2 separate regions of the Sus scrofa genome follow, and region 1 is linked to region 2. The links are chromatin contacts, called in public HiChIP or PLAC-seq maps. All regions are on one chromosome and are shown on one strand. The core of a region is the stretch at or near the end of the contact, and the rest is flanking DNA. Distances in the headings are between cores, read along the strand shown.

The links. HiChIP or PLAC-seq counts read pairs in DNA pulled down with a chosen protein or histone mark.
Region 1: a contact with region 2 is called in an H3K27ac HiChIP or PLAC-seq map of alveolar macrophages. The contact joins the promoter of MYSM1 here to the promoter of FGGY in region 2. A contact is called at or near these places in 2 of 5 promoter capture datasets (fetal liver and liver), 1 of 47 Hi-C or Micro-C datasets (heart right ventricle) and 1 of 2 datasets of contacts at active chromatin or transcription factors (alveolar macrophages).

Annotation. Positions count from the first base shown.
Region 1 is chr6:153,752,822-153,758,782 of Sscrofa11.1, reverse strand. It overlaps MYSM1 (histone H2A deubiquitinase MYSM1), which reads right to left and starts at 3,574. Exons shown (of 20, transcript XM_021096571.1): 1 at 2,522-3,574. The coding sequence starts at 2,586.
Region 2 is chr6:153,208,681-153,214,832 of Sscrofa11.1, reverse strand. FGGY (FGGY carbohydrate kinase domain-containing protein) reads left to right here and starts at 1,654. Exons shown (of 16, transcript XM_021097811.1): 1 at 1,654-1,778. It overlaps LOC102165506 (a long non-coding RNA gene), which reads right to left and starts at 1,581. Exons shown (of 4, transcript XR_002345481.1): 1 at 1,411-1,581; 2 at 841-901.

The DNA of each region.
Region 1 (5,961 bases), core at 2,325-4,824, 540 kb before region 2:
CTTGAGAGAGGCAATGATAACTTAGATTTGAAGAACAAGCAGTGTGAATAGGAAGAATGAACACATATGAGAGGATATTCAAAATCGATAAACTCTTAATAAATGACTGAATAGAATGCGAGAAGTAAGGAAAAGGAATAAAGTCTACGTCTATGCCTTGTGTGACTGGGTGGACTGAACTTAGAGAACTTGGAGAGGCAGGTTGGATGAAGAAAGTTTATAAGCTGAGACTGCAGAACACCCAAGGGCAGAGAGATTCAGAAAATTGTATAAATGGACCTGAAACTCAGGAGAGAGATTTGAGTTGGTGACAAATTTGGGAAACATCATTTTTGTAGGTCAAAAATGGTGGGACATTGGCAAAATTTCATACTGTCCAACCTAACAAATAAATTTAAATCCTGAGAGACAGACTGTGTGGTTAGTGAAAAGTCTTATGACAAAAATCCCTTGGAACATTAAAGGTTTTTTTGTTTGTGTGTGTTTCCCTGCATTTGTGGCATATGGAAGTTCCCAGGCCAGGGGTCAAATTTGAGCCACAGCTGCAGCATCACCAGATCCTTAACCCACTATGCCACAGAGGGAATTTCAAAACATTAAGATTTAAAGAACAAGCAGAAGAAAACAAGAATGAGAAAGAGAGGCAGGATAGGTAGAAAGGAAATCAAACCATTGCAACGCCATCTTCTAACTTTGGTAACTAGCACTTAGCGAGACCTAAACATGTTTTTAATTAATCCTCAAGGCTTCCACAAATGCTATCAGCTGTAACTACACAATTCAAGTGTTTATTCACAAGAAATTCTATGTGATTGGAGCCCTAACACCAGGGAGCAATTTTCACCAGGATATGTTACTGATGCTCCCTGAAGTTCTGTAAGGCAATGGCTCTAACCATCAGGAACCAATAACCCTATTACTGGTTACATGAGACTAAGATGATCACAGGTGCCACCAATAAAACTGAGGCTCAAGCAAAATAATAAAAAAAAAAAGAGAGAGAGAAAAAGGGATAAAAATAAAATACAATCAGAAAAATAAAGAACCTATGGAAAACGGATAGATAGAGCCAATGCTCTCAGCTGATCTTTGGTGTTTCCAAGGCCAATTCATTTCTCTCTGGGCTGCAGATAAGAATCCCTCCCACTTATTTCACAGACTTGTGAAAAGCAAATTAAATCACACATGCAAAAGCACTTGTGCAAGATTAACGAGGTCTACACAAATGTGAACAATGATTGTTAGTAAACCCTTCCTATCCATTTGTATAGCTTTGGACTATTTTGCCTAAAGATTTGAGGGAGAATGACTACATGAAGTTGGTTACTCATTTTCACAGTGCTTTAGGGTTCAGAAGAACTTTAAACCCACTATCTTAGTTCCTCATGGGCAGGGCCAGTACACTTCAAAATTTACAGAGGCCCTATCACTAGGTTCGACCACGTGAAATTGCTTTTTAATAGGTCAAAACCGTCTAAGATTGGCAAATCCACATGGTTCTAGAGACTTCGAACGTTCTTTATAGGTACAAGCAACATAGCTGAGTTTAGAACTGAGGTCTTAGAATTCCTGACCCATCTGGGCCTTTTCCATTACTAAAAGGAGATTCTGAAAGCATATTTTAAAAATGGTTGCTTTCATTCCCTGCAAGCAAGGAGTCAAAGGGCTAGATGTCTCAAGCTGAAGGTTATTGTTTAAAACCCCACTGGCCTGCTCTGCAGGTAGAGATACTAAATAAATTGTGACACCCCCCCGCCGCAGTCCTCACAATACCACCCCTAGGGATAACGGGCCGGTAAAGAACACATCTACAGAGCACCTATCCCATAATCACTTCATTTTTTCTTCACAATAATCATACGAGGTACCTAACATGATCGTCAGCCTACTCACGAACTGTCTGAGGCTCAGACAAATTAAAAGTCTGGCCCAAGGTCACACTACTAGTATCTCGCAGGACCAGCCATTACAAGAGAACCCAAAGCTGTCTAACTCTACGTCCTGCCCTTTCCTTTAAGTCACGATACCTCTCTGGAAGTTTTTCACAACTATCCTTATGTGGAAGAGAAAATCGATAGGGAGTAGGGATAAAACGACACACCCAAGGTCACAGGGCTTGCAGGCGATGGTACCAGAATCCCTACGCTCAGGTCCCATCTAGGGACAGCCCTTGTTCTCATGATTATTGGGCGGTGGCAAGGGGGCGGATTCTAGGGTGACACTAACGGAAGAAGTAATTGCTTAAGAGCCCGCAATGTGCTAGGGGCGACCGGCGCCCTCACAGCATCCAAGCAAAAGGAGAAAACGCTGTCCGCCCCAAGTCTCAGGTACTCGCCGGCTGCGCTTTGGAAGAGCCGGGCGGCGGGATGGGCGCGGCGCCGCCCAGGCCTCTGGGAGACCCCGGCCCCAGCGGATGGTCTTTCGCTCCCCTGGACCCTTCCGGAACCCCAGCCTTTCTAGGGTACCCTTCTCACATCCGCGCCCCTCCTCGTCTCTGCAAAACCCGGTCTCTATGTCTCACCCAGACTGTGCCGCCGCTGGCATGACGTCCCCTTCGACATCCACATCCGCCTCTTCTGCCGCCATGATGGGACCTGACCCCAGCCGTGCTCTCGAGAGATCCCGCGAGAGGTGGAGGGCGTGAAGGCGGGGCTGCGTGCGTCACGGGGCGGAGTTGAGGCGTCGACCGGCCCCTCCCAGGCTCAAGAAGCGGGGCTTTCGGGGAAAAGATATTAGCGTCCTGGGTCTGGATTCTTCTGACTTTTGTTGACGTGTAAAGACCTTGGCAAGTGGCCCAGGCTTGGATTTTGAAGACGTTGTGGTCTTGGATAAATTCTTTGGCGCCTCGCTTCTCTAATTTGTAAAATGGGGTTTATACTAAATACCTGGAGTGCTGAAAAGATCAAGCCAGACGGACTTTGAATGTGAAAGTGGCAACAGCGACCCTTATCTGCTGGTTTTTATTTTTTAGAATAGAATCATTCAGCACTTATAAAAATGCTGAACATCTGTTTTAATATTCAGGAAAGAGTTTAGAATATAACTTAGGATTGTGTATTTTATTTCGTAGATATCTTTACAGTTAATTAAAAAATCACTCATCACCGTTGATCTTCACAATAACCTGGTGAGGGAGTTTCCTTATGGTACAGCAGGTTAAGGGCCCGGCGTTGTCGCTGCAGAAGCTTGTGGCAAGAGTTTGACCATAGCGCAGGAATTTACGCATGCCGCTGGGTGTGGCCAAAAAAACAGAAACAAAGAAAACGCCAAAACCCAGTGAGATAAGCAGGACCAATAACATCAGTCACCCTTTGCAGATAAACTGAAGCTCAGAAAGTTGAGATGACTAATGAGAAGGATGGACAGCTAGTCAAAGACAGAACTGGGACCAAAATCCAGACCTTTTGACACTTTACTGAGTGTTTACCTGTACAAATTGTGTTGTTAGGAACTGTGAGAGACAAACACCATTTCTCTCAAAGAACTTAAGGCTTTTTAAGAAATTAAATATTACCCTTATGTATTCTTCTACCTTAGCATCTATCATTCACATTATTGTAGCTGTTAATTCATTTTTCTGCCTCCACCATCTGACTATGAATTCATTAAGGACAAAGGCTGTATCTGCTAGTCTTTGGACTAGTCCTTAAGGTATCAACATTCAACATGATGTCTGACACAGTTGGTGCTCAATAAATATTGAACTGATGAGTGAATCAATCAATTAATGGAATGAATTCACTTCCCACAATATTCTGAGTTGGCCCCAATGCACCCTTGCACTCAAGCCATAAGAGGAGCTGTAATACAACTGTGTGGCCAAAGATGGAGAGAAAGTTTTGTAAAGAGAGAGATCCAGTGCTCAGAAACTGAATAGTGCTCCATCCTTAAGTTATCCTGTTGCTAAAGGGCCTATCCTGTGACCAGTCTCAGTGGTAATTGGCATGCTTGGCACAGAGTAGGCTTTCTAAGATATTTGTTAGATGTAATTAATAGCAAGGTTAGAAAGATGGACATGGCCAGATGGTCAGAGCTGTAGAATATAGATGCCTTTCATTGATCTTTACAAAACAAGTGGGATAGGAACCCTTGTAGTACTACCTGGACACACAGGGTATCAAATGTCTCCTAGACACAAAATACCATATGAACAGTGTCTCCTATAATACAGAACTGAAGTCTTTCTGGCCCAGTATTAGGCATCAATAGGCATTAAAATATATATGGAAGGAAGGAAAGTCCTGCACAGAATTCCAATATGCCCCAAGGCCTTTAGGCATAAAGGCCTCCCTAAACAGGGAGACTAATATGAATCCTCCCCACACATGCGCCTATGCACCTGGTTTGCTGGCTTTATGTGAACGAGGCTCCTTAAGGGTATAGCTCAACCCTACCTGCAAGGAAGTGGCTATAACCCCACAGTTGAATACACTCCCGAAGCCTGGTCTACTGTTTAAATTTAACTATTTATTTAAAAATATATAGGAGGAATTCCCATCGTGGCTCAGTGGTTAACAAATCTGACTAGGAACCATGAGGTTCTGGTTTGATCCCTGGCCTTGCTCAGTGGGTTAAGGACCCAGTATTGCCGTGAGCAATGGATCCCGCGTTGCTGTGTGCTCTACAGCTCCGATTAGACCCCTAGCCTGGGAATCTCCATATGCTGCGGGAGCGGCCCTATAAGAGGCAAAAAGACAAAAAAAATTTAAAAATTAAAAATATATAGGAGTTCCCATTGTGGCACGGAGGAAACGAATCTGACTAGTCTCCATGAGGATGCAGGTTCGATCCCTGGCCCTACTTGGTGGGTTAAAGATCCGTTGTTGCTGTGAGCTATGGTGTAGATTGCAGACGCTGCTTGGATCCTGTGTTGTTATGGCTGTGGCATAGGCAAGCTGCTGTAGCTCCGATTTCGACCCCTAGCCTGGGAACTTCCATATGCTGCAGGTGTGGCCTAAAATAAAATAAAATAAAATAAATATAGTCACTTTCATTTTAGAGATGAGGAAACTAAGTTTCAGATAGTTACATAGTTGAGTACCAGAGCTGGGTTTCCAACACAAGTCTTTCCCACTCTACCCTTACTCTGTTACATTTTCATTTACCACAGAAAGAATAGGGTATTTTGTGTTACTATGATATTTTCTCACTTGGTTTAAGAATAAATCACAATCAGGTATTTCTGATGTCTTTGAGGTGCTTAGGGCTAGAAATGAATGGAAAGTGTATTCTGAAGCCTGGAAACTTGTCTTGGGTTTACAAACTTTCTGTGCCTCATTAATACACTCTATTTCCTTTGTTGATCCTAAAACAGAATTAGCAGGAGTTGCCATATCTGTAAATTTTCCTGAGTTTTTGGAGGAACAATCAATCAAGTGTCTGTCTCATATCTCTGCTACATTGTGTTTGAATTTATTGGAGAGATAGCTTGATAGCTTATTCATTTCATTTTCTCCCATTTCTGGTGAAAAAAAAGATCACTGCATTTTTATTGAAAAAGCAAAGTATGGTGGCAATATTAATCCATAAAAAGCTGGCATGTTAGTAGTCATGCTAATTAGCCCAGATTTGTAAAGTGCTTTAAAAGTGGGAAGTGTCATACAACTGCTCACTAATGTTGTTATTATATTATGATCCAAATTGTCAGCTAAATGATTGCCAGGGATTGAAAAGAGTTCCCATTTGAAAAGCAAAAAGGCCAGTGAGTGGGGAGGAAAACCACTTTATCTAAATAGAGGTGAGATAATAGATGAATGCAGACATAGAATTAAAGGCTACACTTGGCAAGCATTGGATGTGGCTTGAATTGTTCCAGGAAAGCAAACTGCATTTTATTTTATTTTCCCTCCACAATTCCCTGAAATCACATAAGGTGCTACTGAAAAAACTGTTCTCAGTATGTTGTAAGGAAAGTCTGCCAATGCACTTCTTACATTTTAATTACAGTAATGTTGCATCCAT
Region 2 (6,152 bases), core at 405-2,904:
CAGATCCCAGTATATCTCACATTCCCAAAGAGTCCGTAGTTAGGTTTTCGGGTATCTGCTGGAACCGAAGGGGAACGATCATGGTGTAGAAGAAAAATGACCCTGTAGGGGAGCAAAACTTGCCACCCCAAAATGTCTCTTTGGCATGAGAATTATTTTGAGCTGAAAACAATCATAGTCCAAAAGACTCAGGCAGAAACTGTGATGTTCCCCTTAGCTGCTTAAAGAATAGTTAGAAGACCTCTTCCAGGAAGAGTTATCATCATAGATAACTGCAGTATGAACTAGGTGTGGTAGCCTGGGAGGAACCTAAGGTCTTCTTTTGTTTGTTTTTAATTCTTCTTCGTGTCCCACTATCTCTGCTTGACTCAACAAACATCTGTTTACCAAAATTTGCTTTTCCATCTCTATGTGAATTGCCTTCCTCCTCTTTGAAGACCCAAACCACTATCCCTAACCTCCTTCTTTTGTCTTTAGCTGAAGATGGTTTTACGGAGAGACTCTGTTTTTCTAGGTTTCTCCTATGTATACAAGTTATTAAACATTATTTGATTTTCTCCCATTAACATGTCTTAACATGAATCAACATGTCAATTCAATTCTTAGACCAGCCAGAAAAACCTACAAGGATAGAGGAAACTTTCTTTCTCTGGCAACCCCAAACTAGGACTTCTAGCAGATGCAATTAATCATGTGGCCCTGGCCTCAATGAGCCAGAATCCTCACCTGTAAGACCAGGATAAAAGCACGCATTTGGGGTTGTTATGAGGAAAGTAGAGTGACTTTCATGCACATGGCATAGAGTCCCGTTCAGTGAAATCAGTTATTACCTAGGCTTACCTCTCATAACCGATGTGTCCTTTGAAAACCACTTCCTTTTACTGCACCTCAGTCTCCTTTTCTAGGAAAATAAAGAGTTTGGATTTGTTAAACTATCTTCCATATCTCAGTCCCATCAGCCTAGGAACCTGCCTTTTTAAAAGATCTGGCTCAGCTCAGCTCACGTTGGAATCTACTTTCCTTTTACTGTGTATCACAAAACAAGCTAAAAAACGTGTCTGACGCTCTGCATCTGTAGAGCGTCAAAACAGGGACAAACGATACCTAGCTTACTGGAAACATAAAGACGTGAAGATTACGTGAGATAGAGTGTCCGGGACCCATCAGCTTGTAACTGCCTTGAAGGCTGGGACCCATCTGTTTTGCAGATTTACAAGCCTGACACCTCTTCAGAGGGTTGGGTCACAAAACTAGATGAATAAATTCACGTGAAGTATCAGGAGCAAGACCTGGCACAAAGTAAGCATTCAATAAATATTATTAATTATTTTAACACCTGTCTGCAAGAGTTCGGGTACTCAGTATATGGTTGAGAAGTTAACATGATACACATTGGACACACACACCCACCAGAGGCTGCTGAGAGTTTGCGTGGGCGAGTTCTTGGAGAAGAGCCCCCAGAGCAGGACACTGAGAGGGCAGCGGCCACTTTGGGCCTTTGAAAATCCGGGAAAGCGGGAAGATCCGGGCGGAGGCTGCGGACCTAGCTCCCAGCCGACGCAGCACAGCACGAGGCGACGGCGGGCAGGCACCGACCAATCCGGGGCCTGGTTCAAAGAGCCAATCGGGGCGCGCTTTACAGGGGCCGCGGCCTTAGGGGGCGGGGCAGGGGGAGGGGCCACAGCCGCCTCCCGGACCGCCCAGCCCAGGCGCGGTGCGGCTCGGTGCGGTAAGCTGCAGAGCCCTGTTAACTAAAAATGTAATTTCAGATTGGACAAGTAAGTGATCCTCCTCTCGGTCCCACGTGTGCATCAGGGGCTTTAGCGGTTGCTCAGGCTCACAGCGAGCCGGTTCTCTAGCCTGAGAGCGCTGGGCCGAAGCCTCCCTCCCTTTTCCCGCAGCCGGCGCCTCCTCTTCCTCCTCTGGCCGCTTAAGTCTTAGTGCTGGTCGTGCTTTGGCTCTTGTTGAGTCCCCAGTGTCCACTCCTTGGTGAGGCGTCAGGCCACTCAAGAGAAGGGTCAGCCTTGACTGCACCCTCAACACTGCCTAGGAGCTTTCTGAAACCTGGGGTCCTTTGCCCTCACTGTCCAGTTAACTAGGTTAATTTCCTATCTTTATCACACCTCTCCCCACCCCCCACATCTTATTTTAGAATGTTTCCCTAGGCATTTTTGAGCCTTTTAATCCCAGGCTGGCCACCTAAAGCCTTTTAAGGCTAGTGCTGCTTGTGATTATGTTTGAGGTGCAGTTTAATTTAGATGGTGTAATGCTCTTTGTCTATAGTTAAACTGCATAGGAAAGGCCTAGAGGTATCTTTCCATTTTTATTAATTTCCTTTTTTTTTTTAAGGATGAACAACATGCAAAATGGGGCATTTCCCTAATCATTGGCTATTTTCCACTAAAGCACTTCTCATGTTGTAACTAATTTCGTTTGTAAAGAGTCAAGTCATTTTCAAGATCTGGGAAAGCAGTCATCCTTAGGTTAATTTTTAAAGTGATATCAGAAGGAAGTGATTATGCTTTTGAATCCATAAGAAAGAAGGCAAGCTTTCTCTTAGTTCCTGGCTGTTAGACGGTAGTTTTGCTTTGTTTTGTTTTGCTTGCTTTTCTCTTCTTTGCTGTGATCCACCTTCTATCCTGAAATTGTGCTTTGTAAGTTGCCAGCTGGGTCTTCCAGCCTGCTGACTGCCTCCTGGTCTTCTGGGAGTCTCCTGTTAATTAGGCCCTGTGCTTGGCTTTTGACCTAGTGGCCACAGGCCTGGCTCTTGGAGGGGCCAGCTGAGGAGGCCCAGCGAACTCTTGTTAAGGATGATTAAGGAACCAGAGAGGCTGAGAGGGCCTGGAGATTGATTTTGAGGGGGAGGGAGATTGGGAGCCTCCCTGATGGATTTGGAAGTTTTGGGAGAAGGGAATAACCCAGAGAGTGGAGATCTGTGTCTTTCTGGATGAAACTGAGAAGTTTACTGGGAGGAGACTGGGCCTTTTTCCAAGCTGTGTTAATTTTTTCTGTGGGCCTTGTCTTTTCCTGGAATCTGGTTCCCTTTCCCTAACCTTTCACTTAGTTCAAATCACAGTCAATTACCAGATGGTTTTGAAAACAATTTGAGGTAATGAATCTTACCCTTAAACTCCCAGTCAGAGTGGGACCATCGCCGTGCCCCCCACCCCCAGCCCCAACCAAAAGGATTTGAAATAATTATTTTACCAGAATGTTCTACAGAGATCAGGGAGTTCCCATAGTAGCGCAGCAGAAACCAATCCGACTAGGAACCATGAGGTCGTGGGTTCGAACTCTGGCCTCTCTCAGTGGGTTAAGGATCTGGCTTTGCAGACTTGGCTCGCATCTGGTATTGCTATGGCTCTGGCGTAGGCTGGCAGCTGTAGCTCTGATTAGACCCCTACCCTGGGAACTTCCGTATGCCGTGAGTGTGGCCTTAAAAAGACAAACAGACAAAAAAAGAGAATGTTCTGCAGAGATCATTCAGCTTCTCACCTGCCCATGTTTTTATAAGGTGGAATTTAGAGTCAACACAGGTGGTGTAAGAGAAAGTCATTGAGGGAGTTCCTGTTGTGGCTCAGTGGTGATGAACCCAACCCCGCTAGTATCCGTAGGACTTGGGTTTGATCCCTGGCCTTGCTCAGTGGGTTAAGTATCTGGCATTGCAGTGAGCTGTGGTGTAGGTTGCAGACATGGTTTGGATCCTGCATTGCTGTGACTGTGGTGTAGGCCAGCAGCTACAGCTCCAATTTGGCTCCTAGCCTGGGAACTTCCATATGCCTCAGGTGCTGCCTCTTTATTTAAAAAAAAAAAAAAAAAAAGGTTACTGAAACACTAGCTATTGTGTTTGTTCATTTGTTCTGTTTGGAGATTGTTCTGGGCCTGGCCCTGTGGTAGGCTCTGGGAAAACAGAGTAAATAAGACTTGGTCTTTGCTTTTGAGCTTTTATCCAGTCTGCTTCTATCTAGTCCTTTGAAGGAGATTATGTGATAGTGAGATTAGTGCAAGGTATGCAGAAGATTCTCAGGAGTTGAGAGAAATCCAAATGGCCCAATATGGGGTTTTAGGGAAAACTTCTCAGAGGAGATAATACACAAGTGGTATGACCCTTATGACTGGGCCAGAGAAGGACAAAGGGAAGGGGCACAAATTAACATAAGGAACATTTCTAAAACCCCCAGAGATTTCTTGTGCTCCTTTTTCTGCCTTAGAACAGTATGTGCAAAGCTCTACAAGCCTGGCGAATCGTTGATTAGTGTAGGTGGACAGGAAAGGGTGAGGTGAGAAATCACCGGAAAAGAGGTTGGGGAGAGTAAAAAGGCCAGATCAGGGAGGGTCAGGTGAGTCAGGTTAAAGGACTATGAATATGTCTCCAGGGCAAGCAGGAACTATTGGACATGCTCAGATTGATGTTTTACTTGTTTGTTATTTTTTATTCTTTTGGCTGTGCCTGAGGCATGCAAAAGTTCTAGGGCCAGGGATCGAACACACACCCCAGTGGTGACCTGAGTCACAGCAGTGACAATGCCGGACCTTTAAGTCAGTGGGCCACCAGGGAACTCCTTCAGATTGATGTTTTAAAACATTAATTCTGGCTACAGGGTGGAGCTAGAGTGGGGAAAAAATGGAGAAGAGACTGTTATAATGAAGGTGAGAGATGGGTTTGGGTAGTGGTTATGGGACCAGAAGAGAGAGAGTAGGAGGATAGAATGGTTAGGAATTAATTACTGATTGAATGTAGGGGATGAAGAAAGGATATAGCAATCAAGGTAGCATGGGGGAAAAAGGGCATTCCCAACTGGGATATTTTTCACCAGCTATATTGAAATATACTTGATGTACAGTAAACTGTATGTATTTAAATTGTCTAATTTGAGAAGTTTTGGCATGCATTTATCCATGAAACCACCATCACATAAGAACATTTCTAAAACACCAAAAGATTTCTTGTGCCCCTTTCTAATCCCCAGGCTGTAGTAATCCCCTACTCCAAGAACCAGTGTGCTGCTTCCTGTCACGATAGATTATTTAGCCCTTTTAAGAATTTTTATCTGGGGGTAATATAATATGTATTTCTTATGTGCGGTGGCTTTTCCTTAGCATAATGCTCTTGAGATTTATCCATGTTGTGTGTGCATACGTAGGATTTTTATCTATTTTAGTTTAGTTTATCTAGTAACTATTGCTGGACATTTGGATTATTTGCTGGGTTTTTTTTGGCTACTACAAATAAAGCAGATAAGAATATTCGCATAAACGTCTTTGTAGGGACATAAGCCTTCATTTCTCTCGGTTAAATATTTAGAGGTAGAATGGCTAGTTCACATGGTAGGTGTATATTTAACATTTCAAGAAACAGTAAACTGTACTTGTGTGATTCTAGTTGCTCCCACTGGTGTGGTCACTCTTTAATTTTAGCCATTCTAATATGGCATCCTCTCATGGAGTTTTAATGTGCGCTTCCTAATGGTTAGAAATTTCAAGCTTCTTATCCTGTGCTTATTTGCATATAACATCTTCTGGGGTGCAGTGTATATTAAATCTTTTGTCCATTTAAAAAAATGGGCTGTTTGTTTCCTTATTGACTTTTGAGAGGCTTTTGTATATATTCTCATTACGAGTTCTTTATTATAGCTGTGATTTGCAAATATTTTCCCTCATTTTGTGGCTCATTTTAAAATTTTCTTAAAGTGTCTCTCGAAAAGCAGAGTTCTGGAGTTCCCGTCGTGGCGCAGTGGAAATGAATCCGACTAGGAACCATGAGGTTGCAGATTCGATCCCTGGTCTTGCTCAGTGGGTTAAGGATCTGGCGTTGCCGTGAGCTGTGGTGTAGGTCGCAGACATGGGTCAGATCTGGCATTGCTGTGGCTCTGGCCGGCAACAATAGCTCGGATTAGACCCTTAGCCTGGGAACCTCCCTATGTCCCTAAATGGACAAAAAAAAAAAAAAAAAAGAAAAGAAAGAAAAGCAGAGTTCTTAATTTTGATGGCACAATTTATCAGTTTGTGATTTTGATGATGTCTATTTTATAATTTGATTTGTTTATGGATCATGGTTTTGGTATCTAAGAAATCATGCCTAGCATGAGGTCTCAAATATTTTCTTTTTTTTTTTTGTCTTTTTGCTATTTCTTTGGGCCGCTCCCAAGGCT